Regions from separate parts of the Mus musculus genome. Here all the other regions are linked to region 6. The links are chromatin contacts, called in public ChIA-PET, Hi-C, HiChIP or PLAC-seq and promoter capture Hi-C maps. All regions are on one chromosome and are shown on one strand. Each heading gives the region's core, a stretch centred on a gene start, on an enhancer-like site or on the middle of the called end of the contact. The rest is flanking DNA. Distances are from core to core; before and after follow the strand shown.

Region 1 (3,518 bases), core at 681-3,180, 790 kb after region 6:
TTGTCTCCCATTATCTACATATTTCAAACACTAAGTTATGTGTATATTCTTTTGTTTTTAAATGAAAGTAGATAGCAAAATATTACTAGATCCATTTAATTGTACTGTTGAATTCACAGGAACCTTTAAAATACTGTAGGCATGTTCTTATTGGCAAACTCCCTGAGAATACCATCATTCATTCAGTCTTCTTTTGGTAGTAGAGGGAGAACATTATAGAAAGCCACAACCAGTCAAACTCAGAGAATGACTGACCTTGAGGTTTCCAACCCAATTTGATGCATCTGTAACACAAGGCTTGGGAAACTTACTCAAGCTCAGAAAACTTCACAGAAGAGGGAGTGGAAAGAGTGTAAAAGCCAGAGGACCAGGACGTCTGCTACAAGATAGTGTCTTTTAGGTATACGGGAAGGGTATCATCATGAAACCTCAATAAATGGCTTACTACCTTAGCAAGACCTTAATGGTGACAAGATCAGTTGATATGCTAAAGTTCATGAGGGAAATCTCAGAGGCCCCCACTCAAGATGAAGCATGAAAGGTAGTTAAGGACTGCTGAATATAAGAATTAGACTTTCGCATGGTGAGCTCCCTAACTAGTTATGTGATACCAGGTAGTCAACCCTATGTACACACAGACAAACACAGACACATACACACACACCTACACATCTACACATCTACACACACACACACACACACACATACACCACTAAACAAACTCAGTAGGTTATACCTTCAGGTGTGTGTGTGTGTGTGTGTGTGTGTGTGAGTGTGTGTATACATGTGTAGGGGTGTGTGTGTATGAGTGTATGTGTGTGTAGGGATGCGTTTATTTGTAGGTGTGTGTGTAGCAATAAAAGTTAAAGAATAAATGGTATGAATTAGGGATGAATCTGTGTATTTGGACATAGGAGGGTTCTGGGGAAAAGAGAGAGTGGGGGGAAATAATGCAAATTCAATATACATGTGAAATTGATCAGGGATGTGTGTGGTGGGGTGGGGAAATACTATGATCAAAAGAAACAAGTTAACTTTGTAAAAGACAAGGCTTGGTTTTCATTGCTCTTCTTTCATTGGTAAATAGCACAGAGCAACCCCAAATGTAGGGGCACTCCTGTCTTGAAGCAGAATTCACTGATGCACAGAGGAGAGTCTCACTCCACCACTCAAGGAGATACCTGCATAAAACTCAATGAAACCACCACCAGCAGCCCTGAAAAACAAATTGGGAGGCTCTTTAAAGCCAGTGAAGGTAGTTTTGCATAGGAAAGCCACATCACCGAGGAAATAGGCATACCATTTGAGTCTGAGCTCCTTATGGTAAATAACAGGAGTTGGCAGACATAAGCAGAAAGACAGTTGGTTTGGGTCACTTGGTCGTCTTCAACGAACTTCAGAGCCTCGTACCAGCTTAGTCACTGTGTTATCTTGCCAACCCCTATGTTGTTATACTCATGTGGAAGCTTGTCATATCTTGGGTAAGAAAATTATTGATGACTTGGGAGGGATGTATTGTTTTTGAATAAAGCTTCCTTAAAAAGATATTAAAAAGGAGCAATATTTATATAGTTTAAAACTGTTTTCCTTTAGAGGAAAATTGAGACGAACCGCTAACAGCATAATTACTTGAATTAAGGAAGTAAGAAGCCATTGCACTGACTTTGAACGACCTTTTTTTTTTTTTTTTTAACTTCCTGCAAAGAGGACCCTTTACAGTATTTTTGGAGAAGTTAGTAAAACCGAATCTGACATCACCATTTAGCAGTGCATGTAGCTAGCAAGTGGTTTGTTCTTAGGGTAAGAGAGTAGGAAACTTGCTCCCCATCTGATAAGACAGAGTGCAAAGTATGCGTTCTTTTCTTTTAGTTTTGACTTAGCTTTACAGAGACAAACTTCAAGAGAGATAACCATTATTTTGCCTTTCAGGGAGACCCTATTTCTTAGGGGCACAGCTGATCTCCAGATATGACCATGGGTTTGTGGCTCAAACTTCTGGCCTTTGGATTTGCCCTTCTGGACACAGAAGTCTTTGTCACAGGTAAGCACACCCATATTCATTTTTACTTCCTTGTATTTTGTTGATTTTGTGGCAAAGGCTAGGTTGAAATGGCTATTTTTAAAAGTTGCGTGTGATGGATATTGAAAGTAAGAAGATTCGTTACTCCATGTTCAAGTTTGCCGTTGTTCAGAGAAACAAGGCCTAGTGGAGGGCAGCATACACTGCTTCTGTTCAAAATACATAAATGTTTCGGGGAAAGATCACACTTTAATAGGAAAGTTGACTCTCTTTGTCTCTCTTTATTTGGAAACTGTTCAGGAATGTAGCTAAAGCAATTGATCCAACCTGCATCTGCTATGGTTAGAGGAATTGTTAATTAAGTCAGCTTTTAATGCTTTTGATCAAAATATGAAAGGTTTAAAATCACGAGACAGCTTTGCTTGTGTGTAAGCCAGTCTCTTCAGACAAAGGGTTGTTTCCTCAAATGTTAATGATTATTAAAATAGGGTTTTGAATGCTCAGCTACAGAAAGGCTGAAGAGCACATTAGGTGCTTTAAAAACTCTCCGTGTTGTCTTACCATCGAATGTGTTTTGAATTAATCATTTTAGTTCTGAGATAATGCTTCCTATGAATTCTGCTGTGGAAATTCTGGTAGAGCCACCGCCCTTCCTGGGTGATGGGTACAGAGTACAGCCTTGAAAAGGTAGACGTGTGTTACAGTTCATAAAATTCCTACAAATGCTGTGTCCTTCAGGACAGGGTGACCAGGCAGGCACTGCTTACTGAAGGTTCAGTCCTTCTTACATATCTGGTCTGGTCAATAATTATTTCTGGAGTAGTTTCTCTTTGAGACATGAGTTGATTATCAAGTTACAGCTAGATGGCATTTCTCCTTGTAGTGTTTAATCTAAGATACTTTTAAATGGGGAAAATAGTTAATTGTATCAGAATTCAATTTTATTTTTTTCCTGATGTTCACTCCTCTCGTTTCCAAAGAAATCCCTGGTACTAAGCCGGCTAACGTCTGCTCTGTGTTGTCTGAGGGCCTGGAAAAGAAATGCAGCCTCAGATACTTGTTTGTTGATGTTATCACAATAAGTTTGTTTTGCTTTTTAATTGGAAAGATGGATTTTTTTTTCAAAAGAAAATCCAGTTAGGTAAGTTGCGAATTTGCTTGGATGAGGTTTATCTGGCATAAGATGATTTTAAACAATGCAGGGCACCACAGAATCTTGTCACAATGCACCAACTACTTCCCAGGTCGTGAGCTCTCTATGATTTTTGTTATAATGTAAAGAGAATTATAGAGAAGAATTGAAGATTGTACATTTTATCATATATTGGCATATTTCCACTGTAAGTCCCCACTCGGGGCAATTTTCCGATTTTCTTTAAATGGGTGAGAAAGAACATTAAGGTACCTTCAGATTGTAGAGCAAGTCACCCCCAAATTATAAATTAGGATATTGATATTTTTTGCACAAGAAACATCTTTGAATTCACCATAAAAATGT
Region 2 (3,527 bases), core at 571-3,070, 770 kb after region 6:
TGCTTGTAGGGACGGTGAAGGAAACTGTTTATTGCAGATGAATAGGAGAGCAGAGCCAGAGACAGACACACCTGAGAGTCCAGAGCCAACAGAACCCTGAGCCCTGTGAAGACTCAGAGAGGAACAAGGAGAGAGAAGCACTGACCAAGAAAGGCAACCTGGGCTGACAGACTGACTACAAAAGCGGCATAGCCAAAATGGTTGGGTTATATAAAGAAGGGCAATGAGGAAGGGCAGCCCAGACTCTGGCCTGGAGAAGTTTAGAATGAGCGTGGGGGTATGCCATACTCTGAAACAGGTAGGGACTGAAGGATGCTGGGAGCATGGCTGCCAGGTTCAATTATCTGCAGCCAATTATCCAGGGTTTGAGACAACATCAAGGAACTATAGGTCCAAGTGAGTTCTTTCACAAAAGCAGATTCCAACTTGGTTTTTATAGCCACCTACAGGGACTACTAACCAGAGCAGTACTATCTTGTAGCCAAGCAAATGTGAGTGTTTTGGGGGAGGGGTAAGATTTATTTATCTTTATTTCATGAGTATTTTGTCTGCAGTTATGTAAGTGCATCGGGAGCATGCCTGCTGCCTGCTGAGGTCAGAAGAAGGCATCAGTTTTACAAGTAGTTCTGAGTTGCCATGTGGCTGCTGGAAACTAAACCCCAGGTTTTCTCCAAGAGCAGTAAATGTTCCTTATAATTGATGACTTGTCTTTCCAGCCATTGGGCTGGGTTTTTGGTGCATGGGCTTCAGGTAGCTCACTCATGGATCAGCAGCAACACAAGGGCACAACTAACAGGGCAGATTGTGTTAGCTGGTGGGCAGGATGAACATGTAGTGTGCCGCGTTTTTCCTTTCAAATCCCTTCCTGACATCACAGAAACAATTAACCTCTTGTAATGAGGTTTTCACACATGTCTTCAGGTACAGTGCAGATTTTCAACCCATTCCTGATGTTCCCAAGTCCCACCTTCTACATTTAAATGAAGATGGTCCTGTATGGAGATGGGTCTATGTCAGTATCATTCTGAGCATACCCAATCTCTCCTATATGGAGTTGGAATGATGATGAATCAGGGACAGGAGGTAGACTTGTAAGGCATACATGTGAGTTGGGGTACTAGAGGAGGCCTTCCCTGTATGGGAAGAGCTGCTGGCCCTAATGTGCTTGTAATATGCATGTGAACTTTGAGATGTTGTCATGCGGAAGGAATTACACTTCTGCAACTCACTTCCACCACACAACACCCAGGGGAACGCTAACCCAGGCGTTGGACCAAACCCATACATCTGTAAATTTGATATTCAACTTCACTGGGTGCTATGCAACCCAGTCTGTTACTTCCTGCTCCAGCAACCCTACCTCCTCCAGGTTCCCAGGAGGAAGTCCCAGACAAGGGATGGGATTGCAGCAAGCAGTTCAGCTTCCCTGTTTAGTACAAAGAGTTATGAAGGTGGGTAAGAAGGCTGAGCTGGGGGCAGGCATTGTTAAAAGGGGAACCGCTGGCTTCCTGTGAGTGTGGGTTCTTCTCACCCCAGCCTGCAACAGGGAGGAAGCCATTGACTTCATCTGAGAGGCTGTACATAAACATCTCTGAACCTGGGGCTCCAAGGTCCTTTGCATTGTGGATCAGAAAGGCTCTCTCTAGTGACACAGAAGACCCCATGTTGCTACTGCTAAGGCCACCAAGCTTCTGGTCTCCCATGCCCCTCGGCTCCTGCCACAGCTGTGGATCCGTGCCTCTCCTTTTGAGCTTACAGGGTTCACAGCACATGCTTTGCAGCTGCACCACCCAGCTAGAGGCTAGAGGAGTGCAGCAAGCTGAGAGCATTTCCGCCCACATCAGAAGGCAGAGAGAAGTTTGCGGAGAGCTACAATGAGCCCTCCACCAACTGCTTTACATCTTCTAGGCCAAGATTTCTCAGTCTTTGCCATGCATCATTGGATGGGAGACCACATGGACAGAGCTCTGTGGTGGGAGCTGGCCTTAAAAAAAATGCATGGGTTTTAGGCGTAAGAATTCTTTCCTTATCTTTGCTTTCCAGCAGCTCTGTTCAACACATCTCGGCTCCGGCTCTGATTCCTGCTCTCTCTTAGGATTTTGGGGCACTACACACATTCTGGGCTCAGGGAGAAAAGGCAGAGAAAGGAGAGCTAGTAAGAGCTTGAGGAAAGGAAAGGAAGGGAACAGAGAAGGAGGGGGGGAGAGGGAAAAAGAGAGAAGGAGGGAGAAGGGAGGGAGGGAGGGAGGGAGGGAGGGAGGGAGGGAGGGAGGGAGGGAGAATAGGAACGTGAATGAATACATCAACCAAGATTTTCTTAAAACATCACAATATAAAAGCAAAGCAGGGAAAGAAAATGGGAAACAATTATAAGACAAAAATGTGAGAATCTGGGATTAAGGGAAAATCAGAAGTTCTTTCCTTCATCCACAGCTACCCATTCTCACTGAAGTTCAGGGAACAGCCTGAGAGGTTTTCCACCATCCCCTCCCACTAACGTGCCAGTGGGCATGAGTCAGCCAGGATCTTTATTTTTGCTTCTGCCTCCTAGGTGACTTTTTCCTTAACCTGCCCCACCTCCTACACTTGGACCATAATTGCTGCCCCCATTCCCTTTCCTGTTCTCTGTCTACTCACTCACCCACTCCAGCAAGCATCCCTGATCACTTCCTCCTTCAAGCTAGAACACTCCAGTCACCATGATAGTCCAGTCACAGCACCCTTTAACTGTTTGCTTACAAGTCTGTTTTCTCTTCTAGAGCATGAGATGCTGTCAAGTGTGGGATTTCTCTTGCCTTAGTTTTTGTGCCCTGAGATACTATGACCAATGGCAAAAACAGCCCACAGCCCTCAAAGAGCAAATACAGGAATCCTCCAGAGGGAGAAAGTTTTCCTCCACATATTGTTGCTATCACAAAATCTGTGCTGCTCTAAGTCAAGAAAACAGACAACTCACTTCTTAAAAACAAATTATTTCAGAACATCACTGTATAAACTACATGTGTGTGTGTGTATACATATATGTGTGTATATATATATATATATATATATATATATATAGTACCATAATTTTTCATACTTCTTGTCTTGAATTTAGCATGTTTCATTTTTACACTAAGAATTTATGTGGTAGCCAGAGAAACCCCAAAATTCAATTCTCAGCTTTGTAATTTTTAGTTCAGAAAAAAAGGGGGTGGTTGGAAAAAGCCTCTTTCTTAGAAATACTAACCACGCCTTTCATTTATGGTGACTGGCATATGTTTCAACTGTAGAACCAATGCCTCTGGCCAAGAGAGAGACCTTCTGAATGGTTTGGATCTCAGCGACACATTGCATCTCTGTAATGACCTGTTGTAAAACCAGAGAAACTGAAGAAGAGGAGGAGGAATAGGAAGAAAAGAACAAGAAGGAAGAAAAAGAATTAAGATGCCCTGGTGACTTTGACTTACAGAGATCTGGATTACAGACCATATTCTCTGAGAATATAGCATGTTTTAAGCCACTTCCACATTAAAAACACTTTGCTA
Region 3 (3,544 bases), core at 841-3,340, 620 kb after region 6:
CTCACATTTTCTTCGTTTATACATGTGTATGTTATGTATTATATATACATGTTCATCCATAATATGTATTACACATGTGTGTGCCCGTGTGTGCACGTGATACTAAACTTATAGTATTTCTCACATTTTCTTCATTTATACATGTGTATGTTATGTATTATATATACATGTTCATCCATAATATGTATTACACATATGTGTGTGCCCGTGTGTGCACGTGATACTAAACTTTAAGGTTCCCAGATGCAGGAGTGATGGTGCGCTTAACAAGAGCCTCCTCCAGGAGAACGTAGTCCAGTTCCTACACTTCCTGCTTAGCGGGTGGAGGCAGGGAGCACTGTATGGCTGAGAGTATGCAGACAGATGTGCTCTGCAAACGTAGCTTTCAGGGTGCTCATTTAGCTGAAAGAACTTTTCAAGCTTCGGGGAATAAGGAGAAGCAGGCCATTGCATAGAACCACTTTCAAGTTACCGGAGAGCAGCAGGCAGAAGCAAACTGTGAGTGGTATAGCGGTATACGTCACTTTTCCATCTGAAGGCGCTCCAGGGTTTGAGTAAAGAAAATGACCTGGGCTAGAATTTATTCAGCTGAGTAAGGTGGGATAAAAGTCTGTAACAGATCTGAGGGTGTTCACTAGCTGACACCTCACCTTTAGCAAGTCTGATGAGTCTCTTGTGGTTGTTTCTGGGTTGAACTTACAAAATTTGATCTACCCAAGTGGTGTCTCTACATCTCAAATTTTATTACTCATTGCCCATATTGTCTTGGGTTTCTGTGCTTCATAGTCTATTTGATCTTTTGAGCCTATACATTTGTTTCAATCTCTCTACTGGTGGCTGAATTAAAAAAAAAAACAGAGCAGTAATACTCAATGGAAAATCCATTTTTCAGATTTGCTACAGTGCAGGAGTAGAGGGCACACGTAAGTCTAACAGGCAGCCTTTGTGATGTGTTCAGCAGGAGAGGGTTTAGGAAGTTAAAATCAGTAATTTCATAGGCACTGAGGTTATGCAACAACTGGTTAAAATCATTGCATATGATGAAGAGTTGGCATATTTATGCATTACATATGAATATATTCATTTACATATAATATTCATATAGAAATGAATATTATATATCATGTATATAAATGAATACAACCTACTCAGCCTATATAATATTACTTGTATACATATGTTTTCAGGGTCGGGCATTTGGTATTAGATAATCAATTGGTTTATTTCTTTACCTATTTTTCTTCTCTGAGACTATTTCTTTTACTCTCTCACAGAATTCCTTAGTTGTGTGTTGTGTACGGTTGAGGCCAGTAAGCCCCTGTCCCCTGAGTTAACAATACACCTTGAGGTCATATAATACTATGACTGCCATCCTACTGTGTACTTGGCCTGCTTGCTTAACTTGATTTAAGAGAACAAAAGAACACCCAACTTTATTTGCTTTGGATTTCCAATATAATCACCTTTTACAACCTACACTAGTGCATAGCTGTAATCTTAAATTATGTACTGTTCCATGCCCCTGACCCAGAGAACAGTGTGTGTGTGTGTGTTTGTGTTATGATAATCATTTGTTGAAAACAGCAAATATGTCAAAAGAGACCTTATGCTACAAATACTTGCCATAAATGTTGGAAACAGCATAGAGATATTGTTTGATACACGGTATGTTGGCAGTATTGTCTGTCACATGGCTCAGTTGAACTCTGTGATATTTTTGCTTATAAAACTTTGCTAAAGATTTCTGTAAAGTATCTCTTATACCCCCCCTCCCCCGCTCCAGTGAGAGACATGAGCCAAACACTTAGACATTAGGCAGCATACATAAACACATATCAGACAGACTAGGGACAAACCAGAAAGTAGAAGCTACCTAAGACCAATGTATTTTTCCCTGCACAAAGAGGATTTTCTTCCGGTGAGGTAAAGGTGAATGCAGAGTGTTTGCAAAATGCCCTGAGACCGTCAGAGCAATAGCACAAGGAAGTAAGTACCTATCAGATTGGGTATAATACCGTCTTCCCAGGGCAGTGACTTAGAAAGAGAGGGCTTGGGACTGTTAAAGGGGTGTGCGTGGCAGGATGTGGTCAGCTGGCTTTTGTGCTCTTTGTAGACTCTGTGAGTCAAGTGTGAGTCATGTCATGAGAAGTCTGTGTGGAATCTAACGAACAGCCCCAGGGAATGGCAGGAACCCAAAAGCAAAGCGTGTTCATGGGGGAGCTGAGTTCTACTTCTCATGGAGAAGCTAGTGAGTAAGGGCCAGAAGCCTCGCTGTGACCTGTCCTTCATCTGTACAGTGAGCAGATTAACCTCCATCAGCAGGAGGCCTGATGTGTTTGACTTTATGTAAGTGTTGGGAATCAATGAGGAAAATCTAAACAATAGTATCCAGGAGACTAAGCACAGCTCACCACACTGAGGTCCGAGCTAGCTGACTGAGGGGTGTTGACTGTTTCTGAAAAAAAAAATGGTAGTACCTGTAATTATTAACTGATTTATTTTTTTTCTCCCACTAGAGGAGACATCATCACGAAGTAGGAAGATGTAAAGCAATTAGAAATATTCTCTGGCACCGTGTCAGCAGCCCTCCTGGCTCGTCTTCTCTAATTAAATATGAAATGTTGTAAAGTGGCTCATTCTTGCAAGTTTTCTCTTTTATTTCAATGGTGTCCATACACACTAGAAGAAAGAAAAAAAAACCCATAGGCATAAGGGTTCAAATTGACCAATCTGTAGATGCTCAGAATTGAATTTGGGTGAAAACAGTTCTAAGTTTCCAATAATTCAATATATTTCTTTTAACATTAGCTAGAAATGGCCATGTAGTTCAAGATGCCAAATGCACTCAGTATGGAGGGAGGACACTGATTATTTTAATGGATTTGTTTAAAAATGTATAGTGTTTTCTGCTTATTCAGGAAAAAATCTAACGATTTCATTCACTATCAGGAAGAAAAAAAGCAATGCATATGTTATATATTTATATACCCACAATAGATCACAACCACAGAAGTAGTCAATACCATGGATGACAGCTGGACACAGCTACATAACTGGTGAAACAGAATACCCTGCAGAGTGAAGTTGCTCAGACTGGAGACTGATGCTCCTGTGTGAGAATGGCCCTTCCTCCTCCAGTAGAATTCTATTAGCTATAAAATAATTTCTGAAAAAAAATTATGTTTGAAATTTATGGAACTTAAGTTTTTAAAATTTTCCCACTTGCTTTTACATCAAAAGCAAATCATAAGCTAAATTTATTGAGGTTAGATTTTTGAATTTTGAGAGGAGAATACTGCTATGGAGTAAAATTTAGTTTTGTGTAAATCTCAAAAGTTGAGGGGTTATTTTAAAGAGCATGGCTATAAGGAGTGTTCCATGAGCAGTTTGATGGGGAATGCCCATTGCTACATATTGCAGGAGAAAGACTTTTGGAGTTAACATCTGTTTCTTCATTCAACTTTTACCTTAAAAAAAACCAACCCACTAGTTTTCAGAAGGGGAACCAGGACGCATGTGCCTGTGAATTAATGCAACTTATTCT
Region 4 (3,875 bases), core at 835-3,334, 690 kb after region 6:
AAGACATGGTATATAAAATAAATTTGTGTATACACACACACTCACACACACACACACACACACACACACACACACACAGCACACACATACACACGAAGGTGTCCATTAATAAAATGACTTTTTGGAGCACAGATAATAAAATATGCAGTTTCAATATGATTTCTGCGGAATGATTGCCCAAGGTCAGCATAGTCACTGAAGGGGGAGAAAGAAACTTGGTGTTCGTATTCACTATGAACTCCAAAGCACAGCATCCTCAGTGGCACTCACTCCTAAACAACTTGCATAATTAGTGATATTTCTTCTTTAAGCACTTTGAGTAGAGTTGGCAAGATTTATTGGAACCGCAGAGTAATATTGATCGGATATGTGCCCAGTACCATCCTTGGAACAAAGATACCATGTCTATTGTATCTTATAATAGTTTATTATTCCAGGAATTTTAATTATGAGTAGAGATATTTGAATACAAGGCTTGAGAATTTTCTAGACTATTTAAACTGGTAGGTTCTGGATTGCTTGCCTTTCTGTAACATTATTGCATTCACACTCTCTTGCGATTGCATGCATGGTTTTGTCATGGCAAAAGGATATAGAGTGTTAGTAATGGTTTTAAGTACCTTCCTCCTTCCCTGCCTTTGCTGTCACCCCTCTAGAGTTGTGGTGGTGCTCACATGGCAGAATGTTCGGAAACCAATTCACCATAAGAAAGGGGAAGGGTTTTACTGCCACTGCAAACACCAGAGAATGAACACTGTCTGCCTGCTTCCTGTCTGACATCCCAGAAGTCACATAAGCAACATTTTAGAGACACTGCAACCCCCTTCCTATCCGATTTTGAATCTATCTGCAGACAAAGCAGGAAAATGCTATAAAGATGAATGACACTTCAAATTGTTACATATTAGTAAATGATAGAGAGAATCCTGGAAAAACATAGATCTTGGCTTAGGGAACCAGAATTCAAGATGTCAGTCTTGTATAAAAACTATATGAAATGTCTATACTGCATTGTTTAGGAGCTGGCTGCAGATGGAGACCTGGTCCAACTCCTATTGGTTCCAAGTCTTCTCTGTGTGACCGTGAGCATCCTAAAAATGCTGCTTAGCATCATGTCTTCCTTCCACAAAGACCATTGTGAAAAGTAAACAAAATAAATACTGAGCATGGTAGCTGATGTTGTATTTTTGTCTTTTAAAATATTGCCTTGGGCAAATCATAAAACCTATTTTTTGCATTCATGAATTAGAAATAGTTTTGATGCCTTACTCACACCGTGCATGTCAATAAGAGTAGGAAGAAAGTTAAAGACACTCACATGCAAACATAGATATATATGTCTAAATCAGAAGGCAGCAAATGAGACCAAAACAGAGACATTTAAGATGTTGGGATGTAAAAGGCTACCCAGAGAGGGAAAGCAAGCTGTTAAACGTTATCTCAATTTAATGAAACTGTAAATAGCTGCTCAAAAAGCATCAAGCAAATTGGTTTAACTTGTCTTCCTCCTTCCCTTTCTTTGCCGTCACTCCTATTAGAATCTTCTCCTCTGTTGTTGGTGCTCACGTGGCTGGGTGTTCAGAAACCAATTCACCACAAGGAAGGGAAAGAGTTACTGCTTAGTGATGGACTTGATCAGAAAGTTGCCTGTCTCTACACCATTTCACAGTATGGTGCCAACTGAGGTGTAAGTGTGTAAAAGAAGATGCAGAGGTAGGCTTAAGCCTATATCCATAACCTCAGAGCTATTCATTTTGCACACGGCCTCTCAAAAGCATCCACCCCAATTAACAAAAACCCCTTCCTGGTGTGGAGTGTGGAACATGCAGCTGCAGAGTTCCTCCTAATGGCTTAAGGTTTCACTAGGAAAGTAGTAACATCACAGTTCAAATCCAGGTCTGCTTGACAAGGACTCCCATGGTCCTCTCCCTCGTCCCTCTGCATTTTCTGACCAGCCCCTTGGGTGACACTTACTTTTCTTTGCCTCATCTAGCTTGTCCTTGGCCCTTTTCTCTGCCTGCAGGAGCTGTTGGATCCCCTGAGACTGGCTGGTCATGGTGTCTTGCTCCAAGGAAGGTGACTTCGGTGGAAGCTGGGAGATACGGGTCCTTTTCAACTTGTTTTGTCAACAGTGAACACATAGGTGTTTGTTCCAAACTTGCCTGATTGGATCAAAGAGTTGGATGCCAAGGTGAGCTCAAGGAGGAATCCAGGAAAACAAGTTAGTGACTCCAAGACACTGGCAATTCACTGTCACTGACTTGAGCTCTGTATTAACAAGGCAACTATACAGGGCTCCCAGGTTTCCTTAAAGAAATAGGTAGGACATCTCTAGGAACAATATTTGCCACCATATACCCCCACATCCCAATACTGACCTGTTGCTGAATTGCCTTTCAGGTTACAATGTTTCTCCCTGCACCTTGTATTTGCAATAATTTCTCAGGCCTTTATCTGTCTCTGTGATTGAATTATCTGCTTGAGGAAAATTGATTTTCCTTCTTCAAGGAAAGAGATTGTCTGTCTTTGTGGGTGAAGATCTATTTTCTTCTTGTCCTAGGCCTCAGGTAGAAAAGGAAGACCATTAGGGCACCTTATGCTGTTCTCTTGTAAGGCTTTGTTGGAGTTCATGATGATCTTACTACAGTGCTTCAGGCAACAATAGGAGGGATTATTGTCCTGCACTTGAGGTTAGTTTAGGCATATCTTTTCTGTTACTTTGTATCTATGTCCATCTATGCACAATGTACAGTGATGTCCACATATTTCACCTGATTCTGTACAGTAAGAGACAAATAAGAAAGCTACTCAAGTAAAGAATGCAACGTAACATTTCTATGCATCCAATGCTTGTATTGGAAAGGAGGGGTTGGTTCCTTTTTCACTTAGATGGTATGACCCACCAGTGGGTTTTTCATGGACTTCAGCTTGAAAAACTTCTGTCACTTAGTCTGTCAGGTGCAATTTCTTCCAATAGGTGCCTGGATTTAAACACAAATTTAAAAAGGAGGGCCAAGCCTTTTAAGGTTTCAAAGATTATTTTTTCCTAATCTTTTCAAGTGTCTCATCTATACCAGTGGAACAGGAAACAGCCATATCAGGCTCCTTTCAGTATGCACTTCTTGGCATCCACAAAAGTGCCTGGGTTTGGTAACTGTATATGGAATGAATTCCCAGGTGGGACAGTCTCTGGGTGGCCTTTCCTTTAGTCTCCGCTCTACACTTTATCTCCATATTTGCTCCTGTGAGTAATTTGTTCTCCTTCTAAGAAGAACCAAAGTTTCCACACTTTAATCTTCCTTCTTCTTCAGCTTCATGTTGTCTGTTAATTGTATCCTGGTTATTTCAAACTTTTGGGTTAGTATCCAGTTATCAGTGAGTACATACCATGTGTTTTCTTTTGGGACTGGGTTACCTCACTCAGGATGATATTTTCTAGTTCTATCCATTTGCCTAAGAATTTCATGAATTCATCATTTTTAATAGCTGAGTAGTATTCCATTGTGTAAATGTACCTGACTTTGTCTCCTCTTCCCTCCTTCCTCTCTGTTTTCTCTCTCTCTCCTTCTTCCCTTCCTTCCTTCCTTCCTTCTTTCCTTCCTTCCTTCCTTCCTTCCTTCCTTCCTTCCTTCCTTCCTTCCTCCCTCCCTCCCTCCCTCCCTCCCTCCCTCCCTCCCTCCCTCCCTTCCTCCCTCCCTCCCTCCCTTTCTTCCTTCCATCCCTCCTTCCTTCCTTCCTTTCTTCCCAACAAGATCTCATGTAGCCAAGACTGGTCTGAAACTCACTCTATGTAGGGTTAACTTTGAAATTTTGATCTCCCTGAGCACTGGGGTTGTAAACATATATAGCTACACTTGTTAATGCCTGTTGGGTAC
Region 5 (3,974 bases), core at 98-2,597, 660 kb after region 6:
CCCCGGAGCTCTTGACTCTAGCTGCATATGTATCAAAAGATGGCCTAGTTGGCCATCACTGGAAAGAGAGGCCCATTGGACACGCAGACTTTGTGTGCCCCGGTACAGGGGAACGCCAGGGCCAAAGGGGGGGAGTGGGTGGGTAGGGGAGTGGGGGTGGGTGGGTAAGGGGGACTTTTGGTATAGCATTGGAAATGTAAATGAGCTAAATCCCTAATAAAAAATGGAAAAAAAAAAAAAAAAAAAAAAAAAAAAAAAAAAAAAAAAAAAAAAAAAGAAAGAGAAGGAGTTACCAATAATAAAAAGGAGAGAGGGAGACTGTATAGATAATAAGAAACTAATTACAAGTAACTTTTCACCCAAGAAAACAGAAGTGTTCTGCCTTTCACAGGGCTGAGTGAATATCCTCCTCCAGCTGGGAATGAGGTTATTATTATTTGGGTCTAGACAGCAAGGCTATAGTAGTGTCCTTTGTCAATAGTATTTGTAACCTTTATGGTGAAAAGGGACAAATTTCCCCACAGCTTTTAATAAAAGGTTCTCAGAAGTAGCTATACCCTCTTTAGGTCCTGGAATGAAAGAGATTGATAAAAAAAAATACTGTAGCAAGTCTTATCATCTCACCCGAGTGCGGGGAAGCCTGAGGCCTGGAAGGGAGAAAGAGAATTCAGGAAGAGGGTCTATTTTGAAGTGCTGTGGGTGTACTGGGATAAAGGACATAGAATTCTGGTTGTGGTGGGACAACAAAGGGAACGGGAGACAATGGCAGAGGGTAAATAAGAGGATGAGCCATAGGAGCCGTGGGGGAAATGCTGGCCCAAGGAGGTGGAGAGCACTTCAGGAGTGGGAGCTTTGTCTGAGTCCCATATGAAGAACCAGAAGGAGAGAAACATCACAGCACTGAATAGAGGGGAAACCAAAGGGAAATGAGTATAATAGCTTTCACCAGATGGGACCCAGCCCCGAGACAGAGAAAGGGAGGGCGTCTAGCCCCAGCCTGGCAGAAGGCGTCAACCTAAGATGTGCAGAGGAAAGGATCCTTCAGACAATTTAGCCTGAGAGTTTATAAACGTGGAGCCGGTACAGCTCAGAGCAGGGAGGAACATAGTCTCGCATCCAAGCACAGTGCCCTAGAAGTGAGACCCTGACATTCAGAATGCAGAAGAATGTGGCCTGCATTTAACAGGAACCAAGCAGCTAGATACGAGGAGGAAGACTTATTTTAGAGTGACTAAAAGAAAAAGGCACTTGCTGGGCAGAATTACCATCAAGATAAGGGTGTTCAAAGTGTGCAAACAGGAAGAGCTTAAGGGTGACAAAGTGAATGTCTGACCTGTCACCTATGTCACAATGGGTGGAGTAGGGTGGTGGTTGCTGGTTTTCCAGTGAAGAAGCAGTAACCAACACAAGGCCATACCATAACAAAGCACTTGATTAGCTTCAGGATTTAGAGACTGTGTCTGGGTCCTGGTTGTAGCAGTTGTTGGCACTGCCACTTTGAGCAGAGTATTTAACCTCTGGGTTTTGGTTTTTCAATCAGATCCACAGTATGACACACCACTGTTTGATTTTGATGAACACTGAAAACTGCAATGCACCTGAAGAAGTTGGTTCTGTGCCCATCAGATAGCACAATGATGTCTCCGTCACTTCATAAATATTGTTAAAGTGTTGTGCTAGACTGGGCCCTGGGATTCCAGACTCTGGCTTCAGGGCCCTTTCTAGCAAACTGTACAAGTACATATGACACCTGGTTAAAAATGTGTTTATGGAACTGACAGGAAAGATGAGAGGCCATCAGACTCTTAAAAGAAAGGTAACAGGTTGAGGTGTGTGTGTGTGTGTGTGTGTGTGTGTGTGTGAATGACATGTGAAAGTATTTTACCTAGAACTTGTGTATATTTGTACATGTACACAAACCCAACCACATGCACACACATATGTATACTCTCCCCCACGTATGCACACTCTCCTATACGTACATATAGCCATATACAGAATCATATACACATGCATATATGCATAGACACATCCACATCCACACACTTACAAACATACACATACATGCATACATACACATGTGCACACATGTAGCTGTATGCACATGTGTATACATGTACACACACATGGTAACAGGAAGTATACTGAGTAACTAAAATGTGATCTGTAGATTTCAACATTTGCAACGGAAGAACAGGAAGGGTGGACCCAGAACTTCTACAGCTGTGGTATCTTTGCACATGTGCAGTAGGTAAGTTTTTAGAGGGGAATGTGAATCATAGGAGTTAATGGTAAAATGTGAGTCCTGGTCAACTCAGTGTCTAGGCACCTGTGGAGGACAGATGTTGATGTCTGGATATCCTCCTCCATCACTTCCTCACACCACCTCCACCACCACCACCACCACCACCACCACCACCACCACTGTCGTCATCATCATTATCATCAACCTCATCATACTGCTCACCGTCATTATTTTATTAGTTTGTGCACGTGTGTGTGTGTGTGTGTGTGTGTGTGTGTGTGTGAGAGAGAGAGAGAGAGAGAGAGAGAGAGAGAGAGAGAGAGAGAGAGAGAGAAGGTCTTTATCTCACAATGTCAGCAAGCTCCAAGGACCCAGTGTTTTACACCCATTGCACAGGGCTCAGGGCCCTGACCCGTTCCTACACTGTTCAGCTACATAGATCCTAGGGACCACTCACCCGAGTGAGGACAGTGAACACTTTACTCACTGAACTATCTCCTCTGTACCCCACTCTTTCTTTAACTCCTTAAAAGTTCCATTGGAGGGCAGCCAAGAGCAATTGTGGTACAATTGTGGTAGCTTGTCTGGTTTGCAGGACTCTTGGGGACCACCCCAACAATAGCTCACAGGGACATATCTTATGCTTGACACTGAGATTTTCATTTAGCAATGTATGTCTTCTGTGAATAGAATTGTTTCCCATTCAGGTTACCTGTACTCAAATTTCCCTTAAATGTTTTAAAAATTAGTGTACAAGCTAGTGGTTTTCCAGAGTTTTTCTATGTATCCTTCATCTTGGATAGCCCACTCTCTATCTTGCTTTTCCTCCATTCCTCTGTCCTTTAGCTCCCAAATTTCCCCACTTCTTACATATCATATGTATTTACTGCTCTCACCAATCATATTTGACCCTATTGCTGACGATATCACACACTGCAGTTGCTGGACATAGAGACATCAATCTCAAATCAACTAGATTTCACAGTACCAGAAAGTGTCATTCAGGCAACCAGAGGAGAAAAGACATCAATGGTTTAATCCCTGTGCTGCCTAGACTTATGCCAACCTCACACACGCCAGAGTCACTTTAGAAAAGAGACTCTCAACTGAGAAAATGCGACCACCAGCTTGGCCTATGGGCTAGCCTGTGGTATATTTTCTTGATTGATGATGGTTGTGGGATGACCTAGAATACTGTGAATCGCGCCATTTCTGGATTGGTGGTATAGATTCAATAGGAAAGCAGGCTGAGCCAGGGAAGAGGAGCAATAGAGAGTAGCACTCTCCCATGGCCTCTTCATCATGTCCTGCATCCAGCTTCCTGCCCAGTTTGAGTGTCTGCCCTGACTTCTGTCAGTAATGGAGTGTGCCCTGAGTGTTGTAAGCTGACATACCCTTTCCTTCCCGTGTTGTTTATGGTCGTGATGTTTCATCACAGTAATCGAGGTTCTAAAACATCTGGCATTGGATTTTAGATGCTATAGTAGCAAACATGCCAGTCATGAAGAACTCACTGTGCAATAAGGGCATGACTGTTGCAGGAGTTAAAAAAAAAAACTACTTTTTGATAGGGTTTGAGGTCTGCTGCATATAGGGAAGAATTTATTTCTGTTACTGTAAATATTGTTAAAAGAACATAGCAAAGGGGGTCAGAGGCCCTGTGGGGAAACTACTATTGTGTTTTGATAAGTGATTATGTTGTCTAATTGTCATCTAAATATCTACCTTT
Region 6 (3,991 bases), core at 800-3,299:
AGCTCAGACTTTGGAGTTCTGGATCAGGGGGCAAAGTGTGTCAGCTGTCAGAATGCTTTCTCACCTATAATGCACCCTGCCCATCTCAGAGTACCAGCAAATCAATGTGGGAAAGAACACTGTAGAGTAGTATTTTCACCCTCCTGAATCAAAAATGGAAAGCCAGTACACCCTTAAGCATCCTCTCACACTGTCACAGATCTAACATAGGCTGGCCAGTTTTCTCCAGAGGATAAAAACCTGATTCCAGACTCACAGACACGCTCTCCATAGATAGGATATTGTACACAGGCTTTCCTGAAATCTTTATTGTACTTGAACATGCTCAAAGTAGAGAGCTGTTCACACACTCCAAGGTAACAAAACCTAACAAAAATTATTTTCTTAATATCAACTATTTTTAAGGAATTTGGACATTGGCCTCCTCATTAAATCCCCCCCCCCACACACACACACACACACACACACAGAACAGAAAGTTTGTTTCAGTTCCTTCACAAGTACTAGTTTGGGTTTGTTTTTTTTTTTTTTTTTTCTTCCTAATTTCTTATACTACATGCTTAGCCCATTTATTTGGTACATTTCAAAAGGCAGACTGAAATATAGTGAGATACTCAAAGCAAACAAAAATTTGGTATTGTAGAGTTTCTTTCCATCAGAAGGTATAAGATTAAGTCTGGGGATGTAGCTCACCAGTGCACAGTATCTGCCCTAGAGTGCTTGAAGCCTTGGGTTTGACCATAATGGGAGGGAGAGGCAGGGGACTGTTAAAGGAAAAGACATCACAATGCACAAAAGTGATGGTGTATATTTCAATTACCCTGTTAAGACTAGTGCCTTTGTACATTGGCTTGTTTAATACATAATTTCTTTAAGATATTAATGCTATCTCTCACTTCTAAACAAACATTGATTTTAAATATATATATATATATATATATATATATATATATATATATATATATATATATATAACATGACATTCTTTAGAACTGGAGGGAAAGACAACCCATACAAATTAATTTATAAATATCCACTTCTCCACTTCCTCATCCCACCCGCTATTAACTTGTTTCATGAGCATAAACCGGGCTCCAGCTATCTTTTTTTTTAATTCCCTCATAGTACAATAAATTGTCCAAAGAGTAAGTTGTGTGTTTTTTTTTAATCACCCTGTCCTCTATGGTGTCAAATATTAAAGGAAATATTCTAAAATGTGTAACATTTCTATCTTCATAAGATATTTAGAATTTGTCTTAGGTAAATAAATCCTGACTCGGTAATACTTCTCTGCAATCTACAGGGCCTTTCACTGTGGCTCTAACACACAGTGAGGTAGAACGGAAGAGGAGGGGGCGGTCAAAGAAGACGAGATTTCTTCCCAAAGTAAAGTTTCCAGAGAAAAAGCTGCAAATACCCATCTCTAAGACACCTCCAAGCAGAGCCGCCACCGTTATTCAAATTGCTTTTTACCTACTCCCTACAAGTAAAATGGCCAATGGTGAAGAGCCACCTTAGTGCATATACCACTCTGCAAGCAGCACACACACTCAGCGGCTGCACAAACAAACACCGCTTTCATTTTAAACGAAGGGAAAGCATCAGAAAGCAACCCTGGCCACCCTGAAAAATCACCCTAAAGGGAACCACGGCGATCCTAACGCCGGGGGAGCGGTTCCCTAACCACCGCTCGCAGAGCCGCCCGCCCGTCCGCCCGCCCGCCCGCCCGCCGCGGCGCACGGCCGACCCGGCCCGGGGAAGACCGGTCGCCGGCCGGGCAGGCTTTGCGGCCTAGCGCCGACCTCCGCGCAGCGGGCCGTACCGGGCAGGCCGCACCCGGGGCCGCGGAGGCCTGGCCCCGCCGCCGCTCACCTGGTCCTGCGGTCCATGGTCACATGTCGCTGCGGGGCTGCCGTCGCCCCGCGCCCGCACGCCCGCACGCCGTCCGGGACGCGCTGCTCCGAGCGGCGGCTGGCCCACGGCGCCCTCCGCGGCCTCGCGGGGACAGCACCGCGGCGACGCCGCCCCCGCCCCTGCCCCTGCCCCCGCCTCTCGGTTCCCGCGACCCGGCCGGCGGCGGCTTCGCCACCTTCCGCGAACCAGGAAGTCGGCGGGAGGGGGAGGGGGCGCACGGGGACGCGCCCGGCGGCTGCACCTGGCCGCGCGGGCTCCGGGCAGGACCTGCCCTCCTGCTGTCCTGGGCACCGGCTCCTGCGATCCCCGGCCTGGGAAAGCACTTCTGCCCCGGGGTTCCCACATCACGACTCCCATTCATTGCAAATTGGGAGCTCGAGTGGATGCTCTGACTTCCGCCTCACTCCTGCCCGTGGCCCCGGTAGTGCTCTCTCGGAAACCCAGAGCCGCCCCCTCCTGATTCAGGAATGTTCAGACTTCATGCACCTGCTAACCAGCTCTGCCAAACTGCTCAAGGACAGGCTCCAGTTGCCGGCACATATGGGAAACACATTCCTGCCGCAGACACCGGACGCACAGCCAGGGACTTAACTTTTGAACACACAGTAGCAGGCCCCCTAGAGTGTCGTTCTAGGGGAGCTGAGAGGGCACCACGAAGGATGGAGGAGGTGGAACCTGATGTGTTTCTGTAAGCAGTGACAAACACTGGCTTGGTGTTTTCAACACCTGAGCTATAGGTAGGTACCTTAATCCAGAGCAAGAGACTGGATCTGAGATAAGGAAGCAGTAGGCAGTGGCAAAGTTGGAATCTAACCAAGCTCAGCTGCTGCTGATTCTTACTGTGGCTTCTTACTGCCTCGTCTGCTGCTGTCTCAGATGCAGGATCTACTAAGAAGACATTTAGAAAGATTTATGGTAGACGTTGAAAACATTGTCCAGGGCTGGAGAGTCACACAGACTCCTTAGGGACTGGAGAAGGCTTTCTCCCAGCTAGCATTCCCCCTTGACAAGGCTAGAGTGACTGTCATGCAGTAAGGGTTACTTCAGACTGTATCCATCCACACAGAAAGTACGAGAATGAGGAAACCAACATGGTATGAATGTGGTATGAGTCACGACACATAAAAGTCAGACACGGAGCCTTGGAAAATAAAGACTAGATTTGATCTTATACTTTCCTGCTAAAAAAAAAAAAAAAAAAAAAAAAAAACGGTGTTGCTCCATCAAGATAGAAAGATATAGTCCACAGCCACAAACCTCTTACTTTAAAAAAAAAAAAAAAAAAATGAGCTCCCAATGTGGTTGAAAAACAAAACAAAATGTCAGAGCATACTGTTTTTGTCACAGCTTGTCTTGGCGTGGGATATTAACTTCAGTTTCTCGCTTCCTACATTTGTAAAATGGGAATTATGATTCGCCTGTCACATGAGGACTGTGCTGTTCAAGTTTAAAATTGCAATGCTTCTTGTGAGATATTTGGAGAAATCAGTGAATTTCAGTTTCACAATTAGGCCAACTATACCATGTTTATATGGTTTTCCCATATAAAGATTTTTGCTGCCTAACTAACAAGTTAGCTTACTAGAAAGACTTGAAATAAATTCTGTAACTAAAAACGACTTCTGCCCCAAGAGTTCCTGAAATGTGAGAGTTTCTTCTTTCATTATAATTAATTCTTCTCCAAAGTAAACAATCCTGTCTAGGGTGACTGTGCCATGAATTCTTAGTTTGGGGTGAGAAAATAGTAACAAATGTTTTCAATGTCCGTTGTTGGAATTATATAAAATGACAGTTACTCTATAAAGTTAAGATTGTTACTTATTCAAGCTATACTAAGTATGAAGACAAAATGTCCCATATATTTACTCTGTATCAATCACATTTGAGGCCAACTACAATAAAGAGTTAGATATTATTGATCTTAATAAATAAACACAGGCAGGTATGATTTATATACATAGTTTATCGAAAATTAGTGCAGATAGAAGTTGGAATAAACCTGTCATGTTTATTGAAGTAAACCTATGTTTATTGAAACCAGTGATATAATTTTGGTAATTTTCGCTTCATAGAAAAC
Region 7 (3,903 bases), core at 1,266-3,765, 710 kb after region 6:
CCTGCTTCCTGACCTGCTTGAGTTCCAGTCCTGACTTCCTCAGTGATGAACAGCAGTGTGGAAGTGTAAGCTGAATAAACCCTTTCCTCCCCAACTTGCTTCTTGGTCATGATGCTTGTGCAGGAATAGAAACCCTGACTAAGAAATACTCAGAAAAAAAAATCAAGTAGCCATTTCCACAGTCTTGTAATTTATTTTGAACTTGGATTCATGAAAGAAAACTAAGCATTTAACACAAAGAAAAACAAACCTCACCGTGGCACATCCACCAGGGCTTTTGTTTCATGTCCCCACTTCCTTTATGTCTTCTGCCTCTGTTGTCAGATGAACTGTAATTTACTGTTCGGTTCTTCTACCTTAGTCTGGGAGAGCAACAGGAGACAAACTGAAGCATGGGTCTCCTCTCATCACTCAGTCTGGAAAATTCAATGTGTCTAAGTTCAAAACCCAAGACCTTCAAGTTCAGGGCTCTTCTAAACCAGCAACCAAAAAAAGCACCAAGCCCAAATGCAAAAAGATTGTAGCTTTAGCTGTTTAAACATCCCTAATTCATGCCTTATGCATGAATTTGTCTAAGGGACTATTTCTGAGATTACTTTCTTCTGGCAAGAATTCTGCTTTAAGTTAAGAAGTGAGGGGTAATGAGTGCTGTAGATAGAAATAGTCACTGAGAGTAGAGCAATTAAAACTGAAACTTTTTTTTATCTTTTGCTTACTTACCTCAATTAGAAAATATTTAATATTGATAATTTTGGAAAATATATTGGACTTTAAATTAAATCAAGGAAATACTGCTTTGTGATAGGATTTGTGTTTCTGTGGATTAATGATCTCATTGGATACATAATACAGAGGGAAACAAAGCATTTTAATTCAGGTAACCAACTTCCATTCTTTCTTCATCTCTCATCTTTATCAGTTCCGTGTCCATGTCTATGACCTCTATTTGTAATCATTACCTCTATCTCTGTCTCCTCTGTCATAATCTCTACTTTCCTCACTCCCAGTTCCATTCTAGGATTATGGGCTGGGAATGAAATAGGATCCAGGAAGTTCTCTACTGAATAACATTGGGCTGATTTTAGAATCAATTAGTTTTTGAGTCAGGCATCAAGCTGGTCGTAGGTTATTCTAAGAAATGTTAATATTCCAAGATAGTCCAGATCTGACATCTTAGCAGACAGAACCAGATTTTTCCCTCAGTAATGTTTTCTTTGGGACTTGTTTGAACACAAGTTGAGTAACCTCAAATAAGCAAAAGATGTGAAAATGGAAAACACAGTAGAAGGAAGAAAGCTTCTCCTGGCTTGGCAACTACTGTACCATGAACTGTATCCACTCTGAGTAATCAACTCTTCAAAACAATTTATTTTTAGTGGAGGGCAATGTTTAGCTTTTCCAAAGATTATGTTTTTAAAGTGTTATTTTTTTAAAAATATAGTTTACTAAAAGATGGCTTAGTGGCTAAAGTACTGAGTTCAGATTCCCCAGCACCCATGTAACAGCCTGCTATGGCTATGTGCACACCTATAACACCAATGCTATGGCAGTCAGAGATAGGAAGATCTCTCTCTCTCTCTCTCTCTCTCTCTCTCTCTCTCTCTCTCTCTCACACACACACACACACACACACACACACACACACACACACATCTGATTACTGGAGGGATTTGACTTCATTTTCTTTGATCCAAAGTGATTTCTATTGCTCCAGCTGAAACCTGCTTATCTAGAACCTTCCCTGTGGTCCTCTCTTAGTTTTCTATACAGTTCACACTTTTAAAGCTTTTGTGAATTGCATTTTCCAGATGAAAGGTTGTTAAGAGCCATGTCATTCAGAGTAGGTAGTTTAGCATACCATAACCAAAGTGGGATTAGAGACCCCATCCCCTACAGTTAAGGCACACTCAACCCAAGTTGTACTTAAAATTAGGATCTGGATCTCAAATAAATCATTTCCCCTTGTCACTAAAGAAACATGCAACTAAAGAAAAAAAAGTGCCCTGAGATGCTGTAGGATAAGTATTCCTTAACGAAATAAAACCATGACCTAGGAACCATAGAAAAATGAGGATCAAAAGTAAGTCATAAAAGATTGAATGATCTACACAATATAATCCCTTGAATTCAGTAACTATTTCAAAATTTCCTAATTTTATGTATTACACTATGTAGATATAAAGTGGAATTGTGGGAAGGTGTAAACTGAGAGCTAGTGAATTCAGAAAGTGGTCTTTAGAAGGGAAACTTCCAGTTGCCCAGTGTTGCATAGTTGTTTCATCCAGATTGGAATGAACATTCCATTCAGTAGGGAAAACTCCTTAAGGCAAGAAGGTAAAGAACTCAAAACAGCTTCAGGAAGTTCCCAAAACTGACCAAATTCACTAGGTCCCTTCCTCCCAAGGCAAAACAGTCCAAACTGCTGTGAGTCACTCTCAGATAAGCCAAGCTGCAAAGAGGACTCTCAGATCACAGCCACACCTAAACCAGCAGAAACCAGCAGAAAGTCCCTGAAGACCTTTAGACAAATCAGTCAAATGGAAAGGACACGCTAACCTAGTGAGCTGTCTGTAGGCTATGCAGAGTGTTCCAGGTGACCAGCTTTTCTGTACTGTTGCCCGTGCTAGAGTGTGCTTTATTGGGGTAGCTGTCTGTGAGTCATTTTTACTCATGTCAATAACTCCAAAAAGAAATCTCATTAACTTGGACTTTGGTGGTATCTATACTTTGGTCTGTTTAGAGTACCTATCTGGGATGAATAGATGTATGTGAATGTGTGTGTGTGTGTGTGTGTGTGTGTGTGTGTGTGTGTGTGTGATCATGTGATCTCAGGAAAATTTTGTAACACAACATCTGAATAGTGACATTGATCAGTTTCTTGAAGACACATACTAAAATTTTGTTAAGGGAAACACCTGTTATCATTTTGTCAAATCATAGGACCAGGAAAAAAATGTCACTTTCCTCTTTCCTAAATGTTTTATTGTAATAAAAGTAGGGATGGAAGATAGAAGCAGAAAGACACAGAAATTACTCAACAAGGAATGCTTTTGGTTTCCATTACTTTCCCCAATATCTCAACACTTGCTAGTGTCCACGACCCAAGGTAGAAACAGGCGCAGGCAAAGCTACCCAGAGCCAAGCAGAAGCTCAGAGACACATGGGTGTGGCTGCTGATGTTAGTCCTATTGAATGCTTCCTGTCATAAAAAAGGAAGTGTAGAAGTGTGTGTACATCCTTCTGCTTTAGACCTCTCTCTCTCTCTCTCTCTCTCTCTCTCTCTCTCTCTCTCTCTCTCTCTCTCTCTCTCTCTCTCTGCTTGTATGTATGCATGTGTGTGTGAGCCTCCAGGGTGTGTGTGTGTGTGTGTGTGTGTGTGTGTGTGTGTGTGATGGTGTGTGCACGTATTTGTCAGTTTGGATATGTGTTTCTATGCAGGAAGGTAGGCAGAAGGGAGGGCTGCTTGTGGTAAGTCAGCCCTCCTTAAGGGCAGTTGTTGATGCTTCCAGGGTGCCGGATATCACTCTCCATTCTCAAGGTCTGGGAATGATTGTCTTTAATTACCTGTTTGGTTTTACTCCCATATTTCTGGACTACTACATCTGTTTTGAATTTTCTGTCAATTACTAAAGCAATATATATTCCACGAAGAAAATTTAGGAAATACAGAAGACAGGAAAATAAAATAAAATGGGCTCATAACTCTGTCATCCTGCAGTAACCACATTAGCATTTTGCTCTGTTCTTCCAAGCGTTCGGTTTTACAAAACCGGGATGATGTTGTAGATGATGCTTTATGCTCTCCTCTGTTCCTGTCTATCCATTTCCCTGCATCCAACCCTCCTCATCCTTTAGCATCTACTCAGCTGTTGTCTCTAGGGGTCGTCTGGTAGAGTCCATGAT

Evidence for each region. Promoter capture Hi-C pulls out the DNA fragments that hold promoters and counts their contacts. Hi-C and Micro-C count contacts between places; a contact is called where the count stands out from the background. ChIA-PET counts read pairs in DNA pulled down with a chosen protein or histone mark. HiChIP or PLAC-seq counts read pairs in DNA pulled down with a chosen protein or histone mark.
Region 1: an RNA polymerase II ChIA-PET map of memory CD8 T cells shows a contact between it and region 6, with 131 read pairs. The contact joins the promoter of Ptprc here to the promoter of Dennd1b in region 6. A contact is called at or near these places in 9 of 39 promoter capture datasets (the C10 cell line, cranial neural crest, frontonasal cranial neural crest and 5 more), 3 of 484 Hi-C or Micro-C datasets (the HPC-7 cell line, Th1 cells and pre-B cells), 6 of 115 datasets of contacts at active chromatin or transcription factors (the SCID.adh cell line, effector CD8 T cells, memory CD8 T cells and 3 more) and 2 of 9 other capture datasets (adipose tissue and liver).
Region 2: a contact with region 6 is called in a promoter capture Hi-C map of pre-B cells, with 3 times the contacts expected there. The contact joins the enhancer-like site here to the promoter of Dennd1b in region 6. A contact is called at or near these places in 2 of 39 promoter capture datasets (the C10 cell line and pre-B cells), 3 of 484 Hi-C or Micro-C datasets (B cells, Th1 cells and pre-B cells) and 1 of 9 other capture datasets (adipose tissue).
Region 3: a contact with region 6 is called in a Hi-C map of adipose-derived mesenchymal stem cells, with 2.6 times the contacts expected there. The contact joins the enhancer-like site here to the promoter of Dennd1b in region 6. A contact is called at or near these places in 2 of 39 promoter capture datasets (the 3T3-L1 cell line and hippocampal neurons), 2 of 484 Hi-C or Micro-C datasets (adipose-derived mesenchymal stem cells and spermatogonial stem cells), 4 of 115 datasets of contacts at active chromatin or transcription factors (effector CD8 T cells, large pre-B cells, memory CD8 T cells and 1 more) and 1 of 9 other capture datasets (adipose tissue).
Region 4: a contact with region 6 is called in an H3K4me3 HiChIP or PLAC-seq map of bone marrow-derived macrophages, with 4 times the contacts expected there. The contact joins the promoter of Atp6v1g3 here to the promoter of Dennd1b in region 6. A contact is called at or near these places in 9 of 39 promoter capture datasets (the 3T3-L1 cell line, 3T3-L1-derived adipocytes, the C10 cell line and 5 more), 3 of 115 datasets of contacts at active chromatin or transcription factors (bone marrow-derived macrophages, pro-B cells and thymic regulatory T cells) and 1 of 9 other capture datasets (liver).
Region 5: an RNA polymerase II ChIA-PET map of memory CD8 T cells shows a contact between it and region 6, with 40 read pairs. The contact joins the enhancer-like site here to the promoter of Dennd1b in region 6. A contact is called at or near these places in 3 of 39 promoter capture datasets (the 3T3-L1 cell line, cranial neural crest and hippocampal neurons), 4 of 115 datasets of contacts at active chromatin or transcription factors (effector CD8 T cells, embryonic forebrain, large pre-B cells and 1 more) and 1 of 9 other capture datasets (liver).
Region 7: an RNA polymerase II ChIA-PET map of memory CD8 T cells shows a contact between it and region 6, with 9 read pairs. The contact joins the enhancer-like site here to the promoter of Dennd1b in region 6. A contact is called at or near these places in 2 of 39 promoter capture datasets (hippocampal neurons and pre-B cells), 3 of 115 datasets of contacts at active chromatin or transcription factors (bone marrow-derived macrophages, memory CD8 T cells and pancreatic cancer cells) and 1 of 9 other capture datasets (liver).

Annotation. Positions count from the first base shown.
Region 1 is chr1:138,173,538-138,177,055 of GRCm38.p6, reverse strand. Ptprc (protein tyrosine phosphatase, receptor type, C) reads left to right here and starts at 1,930. Exons shown (of 32, transcript NM_001111316.2): 1 at 1,930-2,041. The coding sequence starts at 1,969.
Region 2 is chr1:138,190,089-138,193,615 of GRCm38.p6, reverse strand. No RefSeq gene overlaps it. Among named protein-coding and RNA genes, the nearest start is that of Ptprc, 17 kb to the right of the region's middle. Within about 2 kb of position 1,820, at least 151 of the 459 cell types and tissues checked have an H3K27ac peak or open chromatin away from gene starts, as enhancers often do. A contact at or near this core is called in B cells, Th1 cells, adipose tissue and 1 more, where this site is marked.
Region 3 is chr1:138,347,232-138,350,775 of GRCm38.p6, reverse strand. No RefSeq gene overlaps it. Among named protein-coding and RNA genes, the nearest start is that of Atp6v1g3, 75 kb to the right of the region's middle. Within about 2 kb of position 2,090, at least 160 of the 459 cell types and tissues checked have an H3K27ac peak or open chromatin away from gene starts, as enhancers often do. A contact at or near this core is called in adipose tissue, adipose-derived mesenchymal stem cells, effector CD8 T cells and 2 more, where this site is marked.
Region 4 is chr1:138,271,947-138,275,821 of GRCm38.p6, reverse strand. It overlaps Atp6v1g3 (ATPase, H+ transporting, lysosomal V1 subunit G3), which reads right to left and starts at 2,084. Exons shown (of 3, transcript NM_177397.3): 1 at 1,975-2,084. The coding sequence starts at 2,056.
Region 5 is chr1:138,301,729-138,305,702 of GRCm38.p6, reverse strand. No RefSeq gene overlaps it. Among named protein-coding and RNA genes, the nearest start is that of Atp6v1g3, 30 kb to the right of the region's middle. Within about 2 kb of position 1,347, at least 65 of the 459 cell types and tissues checked have an H3K27ac peak or open chromatin away from gene starts, as enhancers often do. A contact at or near this core is called in effector CD8 T cells and memory CD8 T cells, where this site is marked.
Region 6 is chr1:138,961,767-138,965,757 of GRCm38.p6, reverse strand. It overlaps Dennd1b (DENN/MADD domain containing 1B), which reads right to left and starts at 2,049. Exons shown (of 22, transcript NM_001166501.1): 1 at 1,873-2,049. The coding sequence starts at 1,889.
Region 7 is chr1:138,247,568-138,251,470 of GRCm38.p6, reverse strand. No RefSeq gene overlaps it. Among named protein-coding and RNA genes, the nearest start is that of Atp6v1g3, 24 kb to the left of the region's middle. Within about 2 kb of position 2,515, at least 60 of the 459 cell types and tissues checked have an H3K27ac peak or open chromatin away from gene starts, as enhancers often do. A contact at or near this core is called in bone marrow-derived macrophages and memory CD8 T cells, where this site is marked.